Linked DNA regions of Sus scrofa: region 1 is linked to region 2. Evidence: chromatin contacts called from public HiChIP or PLAC-seq data. All regions are on one chromosome and are shown on one strand. Each heading gives the region's core, a stretch centred on a gene start, on an enhancer-like site or on the middle of the called end of the contact. The rest is flanking DNA. Distances are from core to core; before and after follow the strand shown.

The links. HiChIP or PLAC-seq counts read pairs in DNA pulled down with a chosen protein or histone mark.
Region 1: an H3K27ac HiChIP or PLAC-seq map of skeletal muscle shows a contact between it and region 2. The contact joins two enhancer-like sites. A contact is called at or near these places in 8 of 47 Hi-C or Micro-C datasets (embryonic fibroblasts, fetal heart ventricle, heart right ventricle and 2 more) and 1 of 2 datasets of contacts at active chromatin or transcription factors (skeletal muscle).

The regions. Positions count from the first base shown.
Region 1 is chr1:194,013,298-194,020,731 of Sscrofa11.1, reverse strand. SYNE2 (nesprin-2) reads left to right here. Exons shown (of 117, transcript XM_021074116.1): 67 at 2,832-3,062; 68 at 7,151-7,333. LOC106509133 (a long non-coding RNA gene) reads right to left here and starts at 3,057. Exons shown (of 2, transcript XR_001306433.2): 1 at 2,527-3,057. Within about 2 kb of position 6,116, at least 6 of the 83 cell types and tissues checked have an H3K27ac peak or open chromatin away from gene starts, as enhancers often do. A contact at or near this core is called in skeletal muscle, where this site is marked.
Region 2 is chr1:193,915,580-193,923,493 of Sscrofa11.1, reverse strand. SYNE2 (nesprin-2) reads left to right here. Exons shown (of 117, transcript XM_021074116.1): 109 at 648-787; 110 at 3,565-3,679; 111 at 4,668-4,870; 112 at 5,847-6,047; 113 at 7,249-7,377. Among named protein-coding and RNA genes, the nearest start is that of ESR2, 75 kb to the right of the region's middle. Within about 2 kb of position 6,008, at least 14 of the 83 cell types and tissues checked have an H3K27ac peak or open chromatin away from gene starts, as enhancers often do. A contact at or near this core is called in skeletal muscle, where this site is marked.

The DNA of each region.
Region 1 (7,434 bases), core at 4,867-7,366, 97 kb before region 2:
ATTTGCGCAGGTACAATTAGGGTAGGGTGCTTTAGCCAGGGAGATTTGTATTTTATAAAAAATGGGAAGGGGTGTGCAGATACCTGTGGAATTGACAGTAAAATGTTTAAAGGGTTGATATTTATTCATGAAATAGAGCTATAGCCAAAAAATTCCCTTGCATTTGAACTGGAAAAGTTAACACTTGACTGCAGAATCAAGCAGTATGACATCCACTAACTGAGAGGCTAACTTGGATGCCAGAGGGTTGACAGAATTATGTCAAGAATGTGAACCTGTAGACTTCAAGGCATAGTGAAGTCAGGGATTGAATCCTGGTTCTACTTACTAGCTATATGCCCATAGGCAGTTTGAATAACTTCTCTAAGCCTCAGTTTCCTCATCTACACACTGGGAATAATCACAGGCTTGTGGTATGAAATGTGAGCTGGTCTTAGCACAGTGGCCTCGCTCAAGAGCCTAATAAAAGATTAGGTATTATCAATTTACATACGCTTTAGAAATAGCATAATCCTCTTTAAAAGAAATATGCGTGGTCATACTTTTTTAGCCCTACAGAGTATACGATCATAAAACTTTCAGGTAAATAATTTCTACTTTTAGAATTTGGGGTTATCATTTGGAGAAGATCTTAAGCAGAGGTGATGTTGTGGAAACAACTGTGGACTCAGAATTAAAAAATCACAGGGCTATGTAACCTTGGGCAAGTGCTTTATGTATGGGGCTGAGCTTCTTAGAAGCAGTGTGGTGGGATGGAAGGTGTGTGAGCTGATTAAATGTTCGTTAAGTACACTTGCGTTTCTTTGACCATAAAAAAAGGTGAGTGAACTGATTCCTGGCATGTTCCCCAGGCCACCTTCAGCTATTGAAGCTCTATGGTTGTGAATAATCTTTTTACTTCCATCACCTTTGGATTCTTTTCAGGTTCAAATAACTAGCAAATAAAGCCAAGATCAATTATCCAGCTTCCTTATTTCCTCATTCACTCAGTGAGTTAGTGAGAAAGCAAAGAAACTCAATATTGTCATTTTGAAATGTGTGTGGCAGATATTGGTGTCAAGTAATGTTTTTGAATAAGTAAGGAAGGCGGATGGTAAATCTGTTACTGCAGATTGATTAATTAGCTAATTAACGAATCAATCAGTATTAACTGATTATTATCTCAGATGACAAAAAAAGAGAATCCCAAAATCTTGGCTCCTAAGGTATAGCAATATCTGAAAACTAGAAAACAGTTAATAAAATGACTAGAAATTGGTGTCTGGCAGTAAAATCACACATCTGTTGCTTTTTTAAAAATCAGGATTAAAAAAGAAAATTGAAACTGGTGAACCTAAGTATTAGACCTGACTGTGTATGAACTACAGAGAAAATAAGGCAAAGGAAGATTTCTTTAGGAAGATGACTCTTGAAGAAAATACTGATGAAGGCAGGGGGAAAGAGTGTTTTGACCGAGAAGGCAAACATATGTCAAGTCACTAGATGGTCCCAGGGGAACAAGTACAACTCAGAACCCTTCTGCCAAACCAGCTTTCGTAACTTTCATCAGTGTGCATGAAAATAAATGGTATTTTCATGCCCTGCATGTTTTTATTACCACTTGCCAATTGTATCTGCTTCTGTTGTACTGAAAATTCTATGTTTAGACACAATTCCACAAACACTAGGAAATGTGCACTTGAGTCAAGTTAGGGTTTATATTTGGGAGCAACTCCCATTTCTCTATTGGCCAAAATTGTGCCTTATTAAATGTGAGATGTAGTAAGCAAAGTCTAACATAGAAAAGAGCATATTTCATCACAATCAGAATAAAAAAATATTTATTGAGATCACTAATTTTGTAGTGCAAAACACAAATCCTTATTCTTAAAGAAATCCTCCAGAAGGGTTGATCTTACACTTTCACTAGTCTGGAAAAGGATGTGGGAAGCAAACATATCTCTATCAGTTCATCTTTTGCCTTCAAATTGAAAGTATTTATTATGTATTTACTAGAATACTTTCACTTGGTACCTGGGGGAAATTTTTGGGGGGGTAGATAAGCAAGCTAGTTGTTTCAATATAGGAAGAACACACACATCATACTTTCTTTATACTGTTCTATAAGCATCTAGTCCTTAACAATATTTGAGTATCTAGAACGTGAAAAGTAGTTTTAGGGACTCTCACTGAAGAATAGGAGGAAAGTTTCCAAATTATCCCCCTGAAGCTTATAACTTGACTCTGGCTATTTTTAATAGGGAGAAGTTTTGGTAAATAATACAGGGGTGGGGGGCAGGTGGAGGGCTGGGGGGAAGCTAAAATATTCTATAATCTAAGTTCTTGAGAAGATGTGACATTTTAAGTGTGAGATAGATTTCCCTGTGACCCCACCTGTATGTAAAGCTCTGTTTTTTCCCTTTGAACGGAGCACACAGCAATGTAAGCGTTGCTTAATCATGTGTCACGCAACTTTCAACACCAGCCAATTCGCTGAAATGTTTCAGACACACACACCCACATGCACACCCTCTCGCTCACACTCACCTGTCTCCTGGGGCCGCCGTTTAATGAACTACGAGCACGTTTGCTTCCTCTGTGCCTGGGAACTCTGTACCTGTGTACACGCAGGTCGGCTGCTTGGAAACCTGGGGCGTCAGGTCACGTGACTGTTGCTATGCCTGTGGAGGTGCCTTTTTCTTTTCTTTCTTTCCTTCTTACTTCTGCCCTTATTTATTTATTTTCGCTTAAGTGGGGGAAATGCTGAAAGGTCACAGGTCCTTGCAAATCCAAATCTGAACATTTTGGACTCCTGGCTTTTCACTGCTGGATTATCTTTGGATTTATCATAGGGTGCCACACCTCCCATCAAGGCTGCAGCACCGGGGTTTTCTGCCGAACAAGGAGCTTTGGAGGCCACAGTGGAGAAAGCGAGGCCTGAGCCTGCGGAAGTCCTCCATGTCTGCAAGAACCAGGTTGCTGAGCTGGAGCTGTGGCTGCACCAAGCCAACGTGGCATTTGAGCCGGAAACATTAAACGCAGACATGCAACAGGTGGTGGAACAGCAGCTGGTAGGGTGCCAGGTAAGGCTGATGGGCCCGAGTTCATGGCCTTCCAAGAGTGGGGCAATTTCTCTTAAAGCAACAGCGTGATTCTTCCTGTTCCTCAGACTGCTGTGTTTATCTCAGCCTCAACTTAGTAACTGCAGGATAATTCTTTGAAATAGTTTATGTAAACAGAGTATTTGGGGAGACAGTAGGGGGTAAGAGCACAGAATCTAATTCACATCCAGCTCTGTCATGTTGACTGTGGACTGGGGTCAGTAAACTTTTCACCTCTTTACTCTCATGTGTAGGTTATCTCTTAAGACTGTCAGGATTAAATGAAGTATATAAATCAGTGTTTTGTATATAAAGAAGGTATAAAGTGCTCAGTAAATACTCTTATTTTAGTCATAATATTCAGTTCTTTGACTTCTCATTCATCAGAAATGAAACTGGGAGTTCCCGTTGTGGCTCAGTGGTTAACCAACCCGACTGGCATTCATGAGGACGCAGGTTCCATCTCTGGCCTCACTCAGTGGGTTGGGGATCTGGCGTTGCTGTGAACTGTGGTGTAGGTCGCAGACATGGCTCAGATCCCATGTTGCTATGGCTCTGGCATAGGCTGGTGGCTACGGCTCCTATTCGACCCCTAGCCTGGGAACCTCAAAAAAAGAAATGAAACTGAATATCCCTGATCTGCAAGATTGCAGATGCCGCAGAAAAGGGCCTTGCTGCCATTTTACTGTGAATGCTCCTGCTCATGCTGGGAGGAGCAACTTCCTTGCTTTTGGTCACTTTGAATAATATTTGCTGGCATAGCCCAAAGGTTAGGATCTCTTTATCCCTTCAGGGACAGGCCAGAGCCAGGACTCCATGCAGCCTAACTGAGTGTCATAGCTGCCCCCAAAGGCACTTAGACCTCCCTTGGCTTGATGTCTACACCTGCTGGGATCATCGCCCAGGGACAAGGGCTTCCTCTCAGAGTACAAATCTCTGACCTGCCCACAGGGAGCTCCGTCCACTATAGGAAGTTACAGGGTGGGGGGAAGACCCACCTTGGCCTGAGGCCACGACTCCTTCCCTTTTTCATTCAGACCCACAGTCTTAACAGCATCTGGCACCTGCCTCATGCGACCCAAGTGAGTAGGCTGACCTTCTGCCCTGGGCAGCTCAGCACTTCTCACCCCAGAAGTCACTCTGAGGCATGGGTTTATTCAGATCCTACCACCACCACATGGCCTAGCTGATGAGATGCAGGGGAGTGTAGAAAAGAGTGTAATATGGCACAGAGCAGCGCTCCTCTGATCTGAACTTGCAGCCTTCCACCTGTTGAGACCCAGGCACTTAAGGCCATCTGAAGTGATCTTCCAATCAATCATCCTTCTGCCTGAGAAGACTCCAAAGCCAGTTAGTTCCTTGATCATCACCCGAATCCCATCTGGCCACTGGTATCAAGTCCAAGGATTTGAGGGCTGCTCTGGGAAAAGACATGGCCACAAGGGGGCGGTAGCACATAGGGAGCTTTTTTCAGCAGCATTTTGGAGGGATCTGGAGGGACTTGGAGGTCTCTCATTGGCAGGAGACCTTCCAGAGGCTTTGGCAAGAGGCTGGTGGGGCCACCACCCACAAGGGGAAGAGACAGGGGGCTCCAGGGGAATGGGGATCCAGAGGGGCTTCTGTGTCTAGGTGATGTCAGGGAGCTCTGAAGGACAGCAGAGGTAGGGCATTAGAGCACCTGCTTGTCTTCACCACAGCTCGCAGAGGTGGGGGTCCAGTTGTGAGTCTGGTACCAGTGAAATATGAGCTAATGTCCTCACCCGCTGTGAAGAAATAAACAACATAAGAGTCAATATATAGGGGCCGACTTTGACTCATTTGCATAACACCTGGCCATACGGTTTAATACTGAAACCTGTAAAAAGCCTTAGAGTGGTCTGTAAAAACACTAAGTTCCCAGAGAAAATCTCCAAAGGATAGGAGCAAAGAGAGCAGTCAAGAAAAAATTATATGCAGTAACTTAATATTTGAAAGGAAATATTCAGCCTTGATTATTAAAGACATATGAGTCAAAACAACTGTTGTTTTGTTCCTACATTACCTTGACAAAAATTATTTCATCCTGGAAAACTCTGGAGAAATAGATTCACTAATGTCTGCCAATTTAGTTAAATGTTGGGGGGAGTTCACTATCGGCAGATAAAATGTGCATCTTTTTAGCCCAATAATCCCATTACTTTAAATTTACCCTCTGAAAATAACCCCAAAAGGAGAAAAATACGCCAGCATTGATTACAAAAGTGAAGAACTGGAGATGGTTTAAAGACTTAATGATAGGAAGGTGAAGAGAATCTGCAATATTCACTTGCAGCTATTAAAATGGGAATCATGAAGCACACGTATGTAGATACATGGAAAAGTATACATTATGGAGAAAGAGCATAATATTACAGTGTACTTTGTTTATAGCCACTCTAAAATCTTTGTGCTCGTATTGTTCATGCTTAGAAGAGTCTATAGATGGAGGATACAAGTAATTTGCTTGGATGGAGATGTTTTAAGTTTGTTACTTGAAAATTTATATTAAGAGTAGAGTATTTCTGCAGTTCCCGTTGTGGTTCAGCGGGTTAAGAACCTGACTAGTATCCATGAGGACGTGAGTTCAATCCCTGGCCTCACTCAGTGGGTTAAGGATCCAGCTTTGCCGTGAGCTGTGGTGTAGGTTGTAGATGTGGCTCGGATCTGGCATTGCTGTGGCTATGGTGTGGGCTGGCAGCTGCATCTCCAATTTGACCCCTAGCCTGGGAACTTCCATATGCTGCTTGTGTGACCCTGAAAAGAAAAAAAACCAACAAAGAAACGAAAACAAAACAAAAAGAATTAAGTATTTAAAGTATTTCCTTAAGTTTCTCCCAAGGACTTAAACTTGCTCTTAGTCACACATGATTTTAGCACAAGTAGTCACATTGCTGGAATGCGAATCTGAACGCTGCTGCTCTACTTGTGTGCCCAGCCAGTTGGGCTACTATGTTGAGGCTACTGAGCCTCAGGAGAGGGCAAACTTGATCTGCTGAGGAGGAAAACAATGACGGTGACTTACTGGGAAACTTACTTCATCCTCCTGATTTATTTTTAGGCCCAGCTATAAGTTGGCCAGCTGTATCAATGACTAAGTGTTTTAGCTTCCTGGTTATGTTTTCTGTGGTCTTCTTCTAATATTTTAGAAGCTTATTTGGCTTGAGAAAGAGCAGGAAAAGAGAATGGGGAAGAATTTTCGAAGGATTCTCTGGAATTCTTTTTTTTTTTTTTTTTAATACCACTCAACACTTGGATTGCAACAGAAAAAGGTTAGAAAGGTGGGGAAATATAATGATAGTTGACACAGACGATGAATCAAGCACTGCCCAAGGTATGTGGATTTAACTCTAGCCTCTCAAAGTGACCCCAGGAGTTAAATTCTGTTATTGTCCCCATTTTACAGATGGCTAGAGGCACAACCACACAATGTAAGGTGCCCGAGTTTTCCCAGCTACTAACTGGCAGGGCTGGGATCTGAACCCAAGTAGTACAGTTCCAGTGTCTGTTCTTAACCACTGTGGGGTACTGGGTACACTCAGCCATATTTTCTAAAAGGAATGTAGAATAACTGGTTTTAGATTATTTAAGAGAGTGACCACTGCAATTTGGGGTTGGTTTGGTTGTCCTGGGATTGAAAACCAGAGGGATTATGTGGAGGGTTTTTTCCCCCCAAAGTCCCTTCCAAACTGTGTTCCCGGTACTTTTTTTTTTTTTTTTTTAGGGCCAAAGTTGCGGCATATGGAAGTTTCCAGGCTAGGGGTCGAATCAGAGCTACAGCTACCAGCCTATGCCACAACAGCGTGGGATCCGAGCCATGTCTGCAACCTAGACCACAGGTCACAACAACCCTGGCTCCTTAACCCACAGTGAGGCCAGGGGTTGAACCTGAATCCTCATGTATACTAGTTGGGTCCGTTACTGCTGAGCCACAGTGGGAACTCCCATGGAGTTCTTCTATCCACTTAGGTAGAGAGTGTAAACCTAACTTATTTTGGGGTGTAATGCTTATTCAGGATTAAAACTATGAATAATTAGATGATTTTATTTCCTAGGCTATGCTGACAGAGATTGAGCACAAGGTTGCCTCTCTGTTAGAGAACTGCAAAGATCAGGGCCTGGGGGATAGCGGGGCCACTCAACAGGAGGCGGAAGCACTTTCCTTGAAACTAAAAACTGTGAAGTGCAATTTGGAAAAAGTTCAGATGATGCTTCAGGAGAAATACAATGAGGAGCAGGTAAAGTATGGCTGTGTACAGATATGTATGTAGACAGACACATGGGTAGATGGACATGTATGTATACGCTCAGATGGATCCATCAGTAAGAACTCTGGATG
Region 2 (7,914 bases), core at 4,759-7,258:
CCTGTGCAGAGGGAGTTTTTCATGGTGCCTTCTCCAATGTCTATTTCCCCTCCATCTAACCCAAGTCCTTTGGCATGGGCCAGGCTTTCTTCATGGTGCCTTGGTTTGGAATTACTTCCTTGCTTATGGTGATTTTCTGGGAAGAGGTGGGGCGGTAGGGGTAGGGATACCGTTGCCTCTGCTGCAGGAGAAGACACCTTTCTTTTCTTGATGTGCAGCTCTGTCTTTATTCCCATTCCCATCCCTACCTGAAGTGGTGCGTAGAGCCAGCAGCAGCCTTTTGGTCCCCAGGTCCATCCTGATGGTCACGCTGCCCCACCCCATCGCTGACAGCCTTGCTGCCAGAGCCCCCACCTCTAGAGACCCTGGCTCCAGCAGGCTGCTCACCCCGCAGCAGATCGTATGTTTGTTGTGTTCCGTCATGAACCCATCTAGTGAAGGCCCTGTGTCGCTCGGTTGCATGAGTCTCATCTCATTCCCTCTGGAACATACTGACATGTTGCAAATGTGCATGCTTTGCAAGGAAAGCTGCAGAACTCATGTGATACTATGACCGCACTATGTTACCCATGACCTTTTTTGTGTAACTAAACATGAACCCTCTGGTTGGAGAGAGTGGACTGTCACTTGGCATGTTTTTGTTTCAGGTAAATCCATTTCTGAAGGCCACTCGTGGCATGTTCCTGACAGCCCTTCCTGTGCCAAGCGTCGCTACAAACAAATGGGAGGTGATAGGAATGTACAGCCCATTGCCTCCGATTCCAGCACCCCTTACAAACCAGCCTATGTAAGTCTTAACCCCACTGAGAATATGACCCATGTGTATGAGTAATAGTTAAAATTTTCAAAGAGAGATTGTGGTATATGCTTACTCCCCAGGCATAGTTGAAGCTGGTTTTCCCATGGTGACAGCATCTCTTCTGAACTGTCCCAACTTCATTAGAACTCTGGCAGAAATGCTAGGCTTAGCCATAGGTGTCTGGCCAAACACCTTCTTTCAGTGTAGACACAGTGTGACAGTGATATTGCTGTTGAGTTAGTCATCCGTGCAAACAGCAGAAAAGCAGTGCGCTGGCTTTCCTGAGCTGCCCCTGACCTAAACCTTTGCTTTGCTTTTAATTTTCTTTATTATAGTTGATTTACAGTGCTCTGTCAATTTCTGCTGTACAGCAAAGTGGCCCACTTACACATATATACATGCATTCTAAGACCTTTGTTATATTTGCCTTGACTATAGATCCTTTTCAAAAAATTGGGAAGTTCCCTTTGTGGCTCAGTGTGTTACCAACCCGACCAGTATGCATGAGGATTTAGGTTCAATCCCTGACCTTGCTCAGTGGGTTAAGGATCTGGTGTTGCCATGAGCTGTGGTGTGGGTCACCGACACAACTTGGCTCCCATGTTACTGTGGCTGTGGCATAGGCCGGCAGCTACAGCTGCGATTCAGCCCCTAGCCTGGGAACTTACATATGCTACAGGTGCAGACCTAAAAAGCAAAAACAAAACAAAAAATTGTAACTTCGTATTCAAAAAAATTGGACAGTGTACTATGGTGGACATGGGTTTGACTCCCAGCCCTACCAGTAAATGCTCTAGGGCCATAAACACCTCACCTGGCCTCCGTAAGCTTTCCTAACCTGAGGATAAGCCTACCTTACATCATCATTGTTGGCATTAATGTGTTTGAAGGTGTAAAGAAGGCCCTCAGAAGTGGTCACTATTATTATTATCATTGTCATCACTACGATAGCTGGTTTGTTATTGCTGTTTATACCAGGAACTGTTCTTTCTTGGTTACAGTTTCCTCAGGCAACATGAGTCCTTGGCATGCTCTGACTCTGCAGCTGCTGGAGGCCAGCCAGCCTGGGATTTCATGTTGGACCCAGATCATTCTCAGTACAGAGAATTAGTGACGAGCAAGTTGAAATTAAAATGTCTTGTACATTTTCTGTGTCATCTCTTGGAGAAATCATAAATGATGTGAGCATGACTAGTTAATCCTCAGAGTATCCTCTCTGTGTAAGAATTGACTGTCGCTAGATAGTTGGCAAAGACTCTGCCTACCCATGGTCAGATCCCAGTCATTTGATAATGGATATCTGTGCCCAACTCAGAAACCTTCCTCTTGTTCAGCAAGCAGTTGTCACTTTCAATCTGTTCCTCTGTGGGTGTAGGACAAGACCTATTAGCCCTGGGAGAAAGGCCCCAGCACCTCGTCTTTACCTTATATCCAAGGTCAGGTGGTCTGGCCTCTCTTGGTGACTGAGTTTGTGTTCCTCACCTGGTCCCTTTCAAAAGCTCAGCCCGTCTGTGTGTGTGTGTGTGTGTGTGTGTGTGTGTGTGTGTGTGTGTGTGTGTGTGTGTGTGTGTGTGTCTGTATCTGCACGCACGCACATGCACAGCCACAAATCTAAAGGCTGGTTTGCTTTTTTTCATTCCACACAAGTAGGCCTTATGGACACAATACAAAGAAAAGCATGACTTTTTTCTAAAACAGATACATTTTCAGAAAAGCTGGGGACAGCAGCAGCTGCCCATTGATAACGGAAGAGTCAATACTTGCAGTGAGAGATAAATGCTTGATAATGAGTGACTGTAGGAAACAGATGTGTCCTCTGTGTGTTCCCAATTGCCAGTGATAATAATGCCAACCAGCTCCACAGAGTGGCTGAGGCTTGGGGGAGAGTAACTAAAATTTTGTAAAACACTGCAAATGTAAAAGTGCTAACATAAAAACAGTCTGGTAAGCTCAACGATTGTTTGTAACTCTTTTTGCATGGTTCATTTGAGGAACGTTAGCCTCAAATCAAATCAGGCCATTTTATTCCCAATATTGACATCTCACCTACGTCCCCCTCCCTGGGCTTCCGCTGAGGCTTTATTCTGCCCTCAGCTCTGCATGCTTAGAAATGCTCCCTGGACACTGAAGCACCTCTGTATTACCAGCCAGTTACCCTGTGAAGAGAAGGGCTCTCATCATTTCTCACTTGTTAATATGAACCAAGACATTCTTTAGACAGCCTTTAAGAGGGAAGGGGAGGAAATGGGATGGTCTGGGAGTTTGGGGTTGGTGGGTACAAACTATTGCATTTAGAATGGATAAGCAATGCGGTCGTGCTGTACAGCACAGGGAACCATATCCAGTCATTTGTGATGGAACATGACGGAGGCCAATATGAGAAAAAGAATGTGTATGTATGTATGACTGGGTCACTGTGCTGTACACCAGAAATTGACAGAACACTATAAATCAACTTTAATAAAAGTAAAATAGAAATTCAAAAAAAATATAGAACTCAAAGTACAGTAAGTCCCTCCTTATCCATGGGGGATTCATTCCAAGAACCCCAATGGGTACCTGAAACCACAGGTGGTACCAAACCCTGTTTATACTGTGTTTTTCCCTTTACATGCATACCTGTGATAAATTTAATTTATAAACAAGGCATGGTAACAGATGGACAACAATAACTGGTAATATAATAGAACATTTATACCAATAAACTATTAAATGTTAAGTGAAAAAAATGTATAGATGGTAACATAAAAAGTGTTCCCATCTAGGTAAAGCTGCTGCTGTCCCCAGTCACCGGTGGTGGCAGAGAGGATCCAAGAGCCCTGAATGGCAACCCCCGGCAGGAAGATGAGGGCTTGGCTCCCCTCACCAGGCAGCAGTCAGGTACGGCGAAATCAGGCAGTTGGTATAGAGGTAGACTGAGTTTTGGGCTAGCTGGGCATTTACTTTAAGTCATGGCTCAATGGAACATTAATTAGGAATGGACTGTGTTACTCACCAAAACTGCTGAACTGGGCCTATGGCAGCCAATGTCATTTTAGAATCAGCTGACTTGTATTTATGGACAAATGCCTAGGCTGTTCACTTTACTTCGGAAACTATTCCTTAAATATTGATAAATTGAGCCTCATGTGATGAAGGGCCTGTTTTCACCTGTGTGACCTCACTTGTATGTAAAGATCAGATGTGAAGAAAATAAAGAGTTGTATTGGGCATCTCCTTGGGAGACCCTAAAGGCAATGACTCAGCTGAGCCTAAAGTCATACTCGTTGCATTGACCTGATCATTCACAGACACAAGGAGAAAGCCCCTCAAAACAGGAAGGGAGTTCCCTTTATGGCACAGCTGAAACGAATCCGACTGGTATCCATGAGGATGCAGGTTTGATCCCTAGCTTCGCTCAGTGCATCAGGGATCTGGCATTGCTGTGTGCGGTGGTAGGTCGCAGACATGGCTCAGATCCTGCATTGATGTGGCTGGCAGCTGTAACTCCAGTTCAACCCCTAACCTGAGAACTTCCATATGTTGTGGGTGCGGCCCTAAGGGGGAAAAAAAAAAGAAAGGAAAAAAAAAAAACCAGCAGGAACTGGAGCACCATATGGGGAGTACAGCACCTGTTGGCAACATGTTGGGCCTCCTAGCTGCCCCCCACCTGGTTCCAGCCTTTGTTGGGAATGCAGCGGCCCCAGCCTTGAACCAGAGTGAGGGCAACATGCTGTTCCACAACCAAGGGAAGTTGATAGCCTCCAAACCCCGGGCCTCTTGGAACCAGCATCCCTGATGGGTTTTATCACTGTGACCCTGAATTAGGTGGAAGCAGAGAAATCTACTTGCGTGATTGCTTCTTTTTGTTGGCGGCTTGTTATTCCAGGTGACTTTGATAGATGGGAGCTGATCCAAGCACAAGAACTTCACAAGAAACTCAGAATAAAGCAAAACTTGCAGCAGCTTAACTCCAGTATCAGCGACATTACCACTTGGCTGGAAAAAACTGAAGCAGAGTTGGAGACATTAAAGTTGGCAGAGCCTCCCTCTGATATGCAGGAGATAGAACTCCGAGTGAAGAGGCTGAAGGTGAGTGAGGGCGGGTGTAAGTGCTGGTGGTGCTGGTGAGCACGTCTGATCTGTTAGTGGCATCAGGGTCGACTGGGGCATGGTGTGTGTACCAGTCCATCTCCTCTGTTTCATGTCTGTAACTGGCAGAGACACGGATGCAGGCTTGTGTTTTCTTCAGAGGCGCACCTGCAGATGATCCCAAAGCCCAGAGCAGTGCTGGGGAGGTGTGGCTCTGCTCTGACCTCAGAGGTGCCTCAAGACTCTTCTGGAGGCACTAGCGGCAATGGGCAGGCCGCTTAAAACACCCTTCCAAATGTGTACAGGCAGGAGCAGGGGTGGCACATTTGGGGTGGGGGAGTAGGACAGCTCACCTATTGATGAGTTCAGTGGCCTGAGATGGTTACTCTGCTACCCAGTTAGGCTCTGTCACCCACACAGTCAGCCCTTGCCCCATTGGAACTGACGGGCCATGGTGGGTGGGGGTGCACCTTGAGCCTACACTTTGTGGGTGCTCAGAACATGAGCCCGGGCTCCTGGGAGAACCCAGGGAAGGGGTTAGGGGTATCCAGGCCATCTTCACGCACGTACTACTGTTTTACTTTGTGCTTACCCTTCATCCTAAAGAATGGCACTTCTGGGACATTAGGGGCAAATTTAGGATAACGGTGCTTTACCCAGAAGACTTTTAATCTGATTCGGAAATGTCATCATGAAGCCAACTGGAGGTCAGCAGGGTCTGTTCATGCCCCCAGTATAGCCAGTCCTCCAGGAGTCAGGCCTCCATTCTCAGTCCGTCAGCTGCCCAGCCAAGCTGGTGACCTTGTAAGGCAGCTCCCTCCCCTGATGCTCCCCAGCCAGTCACAGGCGACGTCACCCTCGTATCTGGGGCTGTGGCTTGGAGAAGGATTTGGAAGATCCATTCCCCACTGAGGTTCAAAATGATCCTCATCCCTGTTTTGAGAGCACCTCACCCAGTCTCTTCTCTCTTCCATAGGAGATAGTAAAAGCCTTTAACACCCACAAGGCTTTGCTGGTCTCTGTCAATGTGAGCAGCAAGGAATTTCTGCAGACCGAGAGTGCCGACTCCAAAGAGCTCCAAGATCGAGTCAGCCAGCTGAGCCTGCGCTGGGACGCGGCCCAGGAGGCGGTGGAGAGCTGGAGGGAGGGCTTACGACAGTCGCTCATGCAGTGCCAGGTATGCCAGCTCAGCACCCGGAGGCCCCACAGCCAGGCCCACGTGGGTGGGAGAGGCAGATATTTTTATCAACATCGGGCCACTTGGATGCAGCCAAATATGGCTCATATTAGGAAGCATGTGCTCCCCATCTGTTTCCAGAGGCCCACCTACTGTCTCAGAGACCTGCTTCTTGCCCTGCATTTGTTTCCCACCCAGGTGCAGACCTGCTCATAGTGAGAGGGTGCCAGCTAGCTCCTTGGGAGGCTGGAGATGTCACATCAATATCGCCCCCCCCCCCAATCTATCCTTCCGCCAGGAAGGCTAGATAGCAGAGTGACTGAGCAATCTTGCCCTGGAACAGGGAGCAGTTGAACCCAGCTCTGCAGCTAAATTTAATAGCTGTGAGGCTGTGGGCCAATCACTGAACATTTCAGACTCAGTTTTCTTATCTGAAGATGGGAATAATTCCAGTGCCTGCTTCACAGGATTCTTTTTGGGACCACATTCTGTAACCTTGACCCAGCTCCTGACACATAGTAAATGCCCAGCCCAGGTTAGCTCTGATTCCATCTTCAAGATCGTGAGCCCATGAGCAGCCTGTTTTGTCAGGGTGTCTCGCGTGACCATTGAATTAGCAAATTTGTGGAATAATTTGTGTGGGCCCTACGTGATGTCAGGTGGAGCATTCTGAAGCCCACCTTTCTGCCAGCACTTTTCACTTGAGAGAACCCTTCTTGCGCGTCCTGGGTCTATGCCCAGCATGTTCTCCTTTTCTGATGTCCTTTGTTTGGGGCCTGGCATTTAGTTTAACTCTGGCCCTTTTATTCACTGGATAAAGACCAGAAGAGCAGACGATGATGATGGATTAGAAGCAGCAAGCTGCTTCCCAGCACACCTGCCCTCATAGTTCTAAGAGCAAAGCAACCATTTCTTTTTTTTTTTTTTTTTTTTTGTCCTTTTGCCTTTTCTAGGGCCACTCCTGTGGCATATGGAGATTCCCAGGCTAGGGGTCCAATCAGAGCTGTAGCCACCGGCCTACACCAGAGCCACAGCAACACAGAGTCCAAGCTGCGTCTGCAACCTACACCACAGCTCAGGGCAATGCTGGATCCTTAACCCACTGAGCAAGGCCAGGGATTGAACCGCAACCTCATGGTTCCTAGTCGGAGTCCTTAACCACTGAGCCATGACAGGAACTCCCCATGTCTTTGTTTTTAAGGATTTCCACCACTTGAGTCAAAATCTGCTGCTGTGGTTAGCGAGTGCCGAGAGCCAGAGGCAGAAGGCTCACATCCGTGACCCAGAGGCGAACCATCAGGCTCTCCTGGTGTGTCGGGAAGAACTCACGGTAGGTTACACTGCCAGGGTCCTGCGCTACAACTGGGCTGCTCAGGAGGTCAGTACTTGGGTGCCCTCACCTGGCCTTCCTGAAAATAGCGCTCTGAGGGTGTTCTGGTCCTCGTGTTCCTGGTGGTGGCTGCTGAGGATCCTTTGCAGTTCTCATGCGGAATGATGCAGGAGTGAAAAGCTGTGGTCCAGAGCAGGAAGTCTTCAAGACTCAGGAACTGGGGGTCTAGGTGTTCAGCAGTATCCTGTAAATACAGCTATTTTGGGGGGAATCCGGATGTTCAGTTGCCCCACAGCCAGGAGGACAGCTGTATGAGTTTCTATATCCACATGGCACAGACTTTCTTCTGGGAGGGTAGTTGTGCTTTCATATATTTATTTCACCAACAAGCCAACATGAGACATATATTCTCATGTGCACTCAAGGTGACATTTTTATTCACGTATTTTATATCTGGTTTAATTTTAAATATTTTAAATTTAATCAAAGCGCTGGACATTGTTTAAAACATGTGTTTTTGTACTAAAATCTTTGTAA